Linked DNA regions of Sus scrofa: region 1 is linked to region 2. A link is a contact called in public Hi-C data. All regions are on one chromosome and are shown on one strand. Each heading gives the region's core, a stretch centred on a gene start, on an enhancer-like site or on the middle of the called end of the contact. The rest is flanking DNA. Distances are from core to core; before and after follow the strand shown. Region 1 holds the start of LOC110261292 (zinc finger protein OZF-like). Region 2 holds the start of LOC100624495 (zinc finger protein 677).

Region 1 (2,700 bases), core at 170-2,669, 850 kb before region 2:
AACTGTTAGAACCTGCCCTTTGGAACTCAGAGAGGGTCGTGGAGGTTGAATGAGGCCTATTTCCTATAGACCAGAAATGGGGGACACAGAAAGCCTTTTGTGCCCAGGAGCCGCGCAGAGCCCAGCTCGGTTTCAAGGGCTGCGAGGTGCATGACTTTCTTCTTCTTGGTTGGTAGTTGAAAGGCCAGTAAAAGAACAATCCCCTCGTCCGGGCTCGAAGAGCGACACCCCAAATCACTCACGAGAAGCGGTCTTGATGCAAACAGCAAGAGGATTTTATTCCAAGCGCGCTGGGGCCCACAGTCGTACACCACGCAGGGGTAGAGGACTGCGGCCCCGAGTGCGGAATCGGGACAGCTTTTATGGGGTTCACAACAAAGCCTGTGCGTCACAAACCAATCATTTTAAAATATCGAGAGCCCGCGCTCCGTGGACCAATCATTTTAAAATATCGAGAGCCCGCGCTCCGTGGACCAATCATTTTAAAATATCGAGAGCCCGCGCTCCGTGGACCAATCATTTTAAAATAGCTCCGGAGGTCCGCATCTGCGTGGGCTCCTGGGCAGAGTGACAGATTGCAGTTGAGATAGGTCACTAGGGCTGTCAATGTGTAATCAATTCTTCTATGGTGCCAGTCAGTTTTACAGAATCCAGATAAGCGATTAGTCAACTCATTTCCTGTTATCTTACTTAGGCCAGGATAGCAGGCCCTGGAACAATAGGAAGTGTGACCTTCTACCTATTTACTGGCAGCCAGCAGGGTCTGGAATTCGGGGGCATTTAGAGCTTTTTATTAACTTCCTGGGTTCTGGGAGGGTTAGGTTGCATTTTCATCCTTTCATTGTGAGGTATAGGGAGGCGCTCCAGGAATCTTGAGCTCAGCCTAAAATTAACATCCTCCACCTAGGTGTGGGTTTAGTTCCCATAGAATAACTCAGAGATAATTCAGGAGCACCCAGGATCCTGCTTTAATCACTGCATGCACCGTTGTTGCTTGATTGCTCCTCCTTCGTTTCTGCATTCCCTTACTTCCTGATTAGCAACTATGTGACTCTGACTTTTGATACTCAAGGAGAGTCTAGGAGGCTGAAGCCTATTTCCCACAAACAGGAAGAGGGACATAAGAAAGGATTTGTACCGGGGAGAGTGACGGATCCTGCGTGGTTTCAACAGTGTCTTAAAATAAGCAGGAAGCAACAGGGTTGCACAGAAGAAACAGACAAGCACTTTCAAATCCTGAAAACCAGAGGCACCGGGAGAGTGCAGCCCTAGCCCCGCCCCCCGATCTGGCCCCGCCCCCGATCTGGCCCCGCCCGGGTCCGCTCTCTTTTACGTCTCTACGTCCCTCCCAGCCCAGGCCCCGCCTCCACGTCGCCCCGCCTCTCTCCTCCACGCTCACTGCGCAGTTTCCTGCAGACCCGGAAGCGGTTCCCGCGGAGCGAGGGTCACCCTACGAGAGCGTGAGTTTCATCTTTCTTGTTTAAACCGGTGTTTGCGGTACCCTGTCCCCCGTATCTGGGTCCGAGGCTCCTACTGATCCTAAAATCCCGGCCTTCGTCCAGCAGACGAAGTAAATGCAGGCGTCGCCGTGCGAGGCGGGAGGGGGAGGGGCTGCGGCTTCGCTTTCCTGTGGAAATCCGCGAGCGGATCCCTGCCCCTCGCGCCCCCTTGCCTCGGCGTCTCCGCCCCTGGAGGGCCGCGAGCCCACCGCCCCGCTGCAGGAGAGGCTCCGTCCTGCTTCTGGCCCCGGGATTCTGGAGAGCCCGCTCCGTTCCAGAAACACACCCACTTTCCTTCACCTCGCACACTCCACAGCCGGGATGTTCTGGTTCCCAGGCCCCTCGTTTTTAGTCTCTGTCTCTCCTCACCTTGCAGTTGGGGAAAAAAGCTAAAACGGGCCTGTCTTGAGACACTCAGAATTTTTCTGCCCCAAATTCTACCCCACTCGATAACGTGCTCTGTTACTGTGGAATTAATAAACGGGCATCTAATCCTTTCTGTTGACTAAACAGGTATCACCTAGAAGTTGAGAATTATGTTTTATTTGGCAGATAAAACTGAGGACTTGGGGTTGGTAGATGCACACTATTGCATTTAGAATGGATAAGCGGTGAGGTCCTACTGTACAGCACAAGGGAACTATAGGCTTTTGGATAAGAACATGGTAGAAGATAATATGAGAAAAAGAGCGTGTGTGTATGCATGGTTCACTTTATTGTACAGCAGCAGTTGGCACAACATTGTAAATCAACTTACAATCAAAAAACCAAAACTGCGGACTTAAGCCCAGCCACAGCCTCTCTGAGGGACTGCTCCCAAGAGGTGAAGGAGGAGCCGAGGGTGTATAGGAGTTTTGCAAAAACAAAACGAAAAAAGCCACAACAACAATCCAGTTAGTTGGCGCATCCAAAGATTCGTGTTGGAGTTCCCATCGTGGCTCAGCGGAAACGAATCTGACTAGGAACCATGAGGACAAAGGTTTGATCCCTGACCTCACTCAGTGGGTGAAGGGTCCTGCATTCCCCTGAGAGGTGGTGTAGTCTTGCAGACGCGGCTTCAGTCTGTCGTTGCTGTGGTTGTGGTGTAGGCCAGCGGCTATAACCCCTAGCCTGGGAACCTCCGTATGCTGCGGGTGTGGCACTTAAAAAAAAAAAAAAAGTTAAGTGTTAAAGAAAACCAGAAATGTCAAGTTAATGAATT
Region 2 (2,951 bases), core at 359-2,858:
TGGAAGTTCCCAGGCTATGGGTCGAATTGGAGCTGCATCTGCAGCCTATGCTACAGCTTGTGGCAATGCTGGATCCCTAACCCACTGAGCGGCCAGGGATTGAATCACATCTTCACAGAGACTACATTGGGTCCTTAACCTGCTGAGCCAAAAGGGGCACTCCGACATCCCCTTGTTAAGGTGAAAACAAATTCAGTAGTCTTCTAAAGAGCACATACAGGATTTGTTATCTTTACCTGAGAAATATATCTGAACATTGAGAAACAAAATAAAAGGGCTAAAATATAAAAACAGTATTTTTATTAATATTCTTCCTAGTGACCTTTGGATAAATGTAAAGTGAATTAAAAAGGCTATTCAGAAATTACTGACAAATTATAACAACATAACAGGTTCTCTCAAAGGTATCTGATTTTATTCACCTCAGGTGTGGAATAGAACAGCAAGTACTAAAATGAGCAACACAGTTTATATCGATTTTTGCTTTTTAATTTTTTTAAAATAGTGGCTGGTGACCTAAATCATTACATGCCTCATTCCTTTACCTCCCACTATCCAGGCTTGTCCCTATAAAAGTTTCTGGAACTGACCACGGATTGAGCACAGGATGAGTGGGAAATGGAAGTGGATATGATGTTTTGATAGATGCCCATGCGGTGGGCCCATTTCCCACCGGTAGCGTTTTGCATTTAACATTCCAGTTTGCATTTTGGGCACAGACAGTTGCACTCCTTCCTTAATTATATTGCTTAAATTAAATTCTAGTTGAGGAGCTATCACTGGATCCACCCATCGCCCTACATTGACTCCAGATGCAGGTTAGTGTTCCCTGACCTCAGAGTTACCCTTGTCACTCAAGCAGGATAGGCATCTTCTCTCCTTTGCAAAAGTGATTTGATGAAACCTATTCTCAGGAGTACCTGTTGTGCCTCAGCCGGTTAAAAACCTGATATGGTGTCCTCAAGTGTGTGAGGTGGATCACAGAGTAGGTGAAGAATCCTGCGTTGCCACAAGCTGCGGTGTTAAGTCTAAGATGCCGCTTGGATTCCATGTTGCAGCTGAAAACAAAAACAAAAACGTTTTCCACCTGTTTTCAGCAAGTGGCCCACACAACTCTAAGTTTACACCTTAAATTGCAAGGTCAGTTTAAAATAGGCAAAGAGGGTGTTACCTGTGGTGCAGCGGAAACTAATCCCACTAGTATCTATGAGGATGCTGTTTGATCCCTGGCCTCGCTCAGTGGGCCGGGGATCCCGGCTTGCTGTGAGCTGTGGTAGCTGTGGTGTAAGCGAGCTGTGGTGTAGGTCATTGTCGCAGCTCCAATCCCGAGTTGCTGGGACTGTGGCGTAGGCCAGCAGCTGCAGATCCTGTTCGACCCCTAGCCCGGGAATTTGCATATGCTGGTAGTGCAGTCCTTAAAAAAAAAAAAAAAAAGCAAAGATCAGCCGAGCTCCTGAGATAAATTCAAATTGATCCAAACTCAGAAGAAGCTCCGCCCCCGCGAAGCGCTGAGGGGAGCCCAGGCCCCGCCCCCCCCACTGCCCGCGCCCAGGCCTGGCCCCTATCCAGGCCCATTTCCGGTGGATCTCTGCTTGGGCCCCGCCTCCGGGGTTCCCGGGAAGCAGTGCGCACGCGCAGCCTCGCAGACCGGAAGAGGCTTCTGCGGGTGTAAGGTCGTGTGGCGGGCTTTGGTTTCGGCCTTTTAAGTTTAAACCTGGGTTTCACAGTCCACAGTCTTACACACCTGGGGTCTTGGGGTTGCTACGGACGTTAAAATTCCGGCACCCACGCCTCCTACCTTCGGTAAGTTCAGGAGTGCCGGTGAGATGCCCAAGCCTGACCGCTTTGCTCTTGGGTCGGGGGTTGGCCTTCGTTTTCGGTTAAAATCTAAGGCCTTCGGGCCATTAGACCCGCTTGCCGCTTTTTCCTGTAAAACCCTTCACCGACCACCTCTCCCAATCCTCGCTGCCTTTTAAAGTCCTGGGAGATAGACTTCTTTCTGTTGGGGGGGGGGTGGCGGGGCGGTGGTGGTGGCTGAAGCATGTGGAAGTTCCAGGGATCGAAACTGCGTCACAAAGGAGCTCCCTGGACTTTTTTTTTTTTTTTTTTTTTTTTTTTGTCTTTTTGCTATTTCTTGGGCCGCTCCTGCGGCATATGGAGGTTCCCAGGCTAGGGGTCCAATCGGAGCTGTAGCCACCGGCCTACACCAGAGCCACAGCAACTCGGGATCCGAGCCGCGTCTGCAACCTACGCCACAGCTCACGGCAACGCCGGATCGTTAACCCACTGAGCAAGGCCAGGGACCGAACCCGCAACCTCATGGTTCCTAGTCGGATTCGTTAACCACTGCGCCAGGACGGGAACTCCTCCCTGGACTTTTGAGAGAGTTTCTAAAGCTTTACGCTTCTGCCCCAATGCTCGCCTCTTGGCCCCTATAGAGGCCCGCATTCTCTCCCTGGCCCTCGTATTCTGCAGGACCCCCCCCCCCGCCCCCCGCCCCCCGCCCCCCCCCCCCAAGAGATCCAGTGTCCTGGAAGAGCACACTTTTCAGTACGGTAGGATTTAGGATTGCAGAACTCGAGGGGTCCCAAGACCACGTCGTCACCTCCTCTTGGGATCAGGGGCTTTGTGTGATGATGATTGCAAAGGTGGAAGCCGGGAATGCGGTAGGAGGCGGGGGTGAGGAGGATCAGGAGAAAGAGACAGAGGATGAATGAGGACAAATAGACAAGTGAAAAGGAGAAAAAAATCATTGAGGTGGCCCCCAAAGAGAAGGCAAAATAGAAGATGCCTGAAAGACTTGCAAGGAGACAAAGCGAGAGTAGTAATGAGGTAAGAAAACAGAGATGCGTAGAGGAGGAGGAGGAGGAGCTCCACAAAGACGAAGGGGAGCAAATTAGGGAAAGGGGCCCTTGGTGAGCAGAAGTGGGGACCACACGGGTCAAGGCACC

The links. Hi-C and Micro-C count contacts between places; a contact is called where the count stands out from the background.
Region 1: a contact with region 2 is called in a Hi-C map of liver, with 5 times the contacts expected there. The contact joins the promoter of LOC110261292 here to the promoter of LOC100624495 in region 2. A contact is called at or near these places in 2 of 47 Hi-C or Micro-C datasets (heart right ventricle and liver).

What each region holds. Positions count from the first base shown.
Region 1 is chr6:57,723,451-57,726,150 of Sscrofa11.1, reverse strand. It overlaps LOC110261292 (zinc finger protein OZF-like), which reads left to right and starts at 1,419. Exons shown (of 4, transcript XM_021097266.1): 1 at 1,419-1,460.
Region 2 is chr6:56,871,527-56,874,477 of Sscrofa11.1, reverse strand. It overlaps LOC100624495 (zinc finger protein 677), which reads left to right and starts at 1,608. Exons shown (of 5, transcript XM_013991866.2): 1 at 1,608-1,803.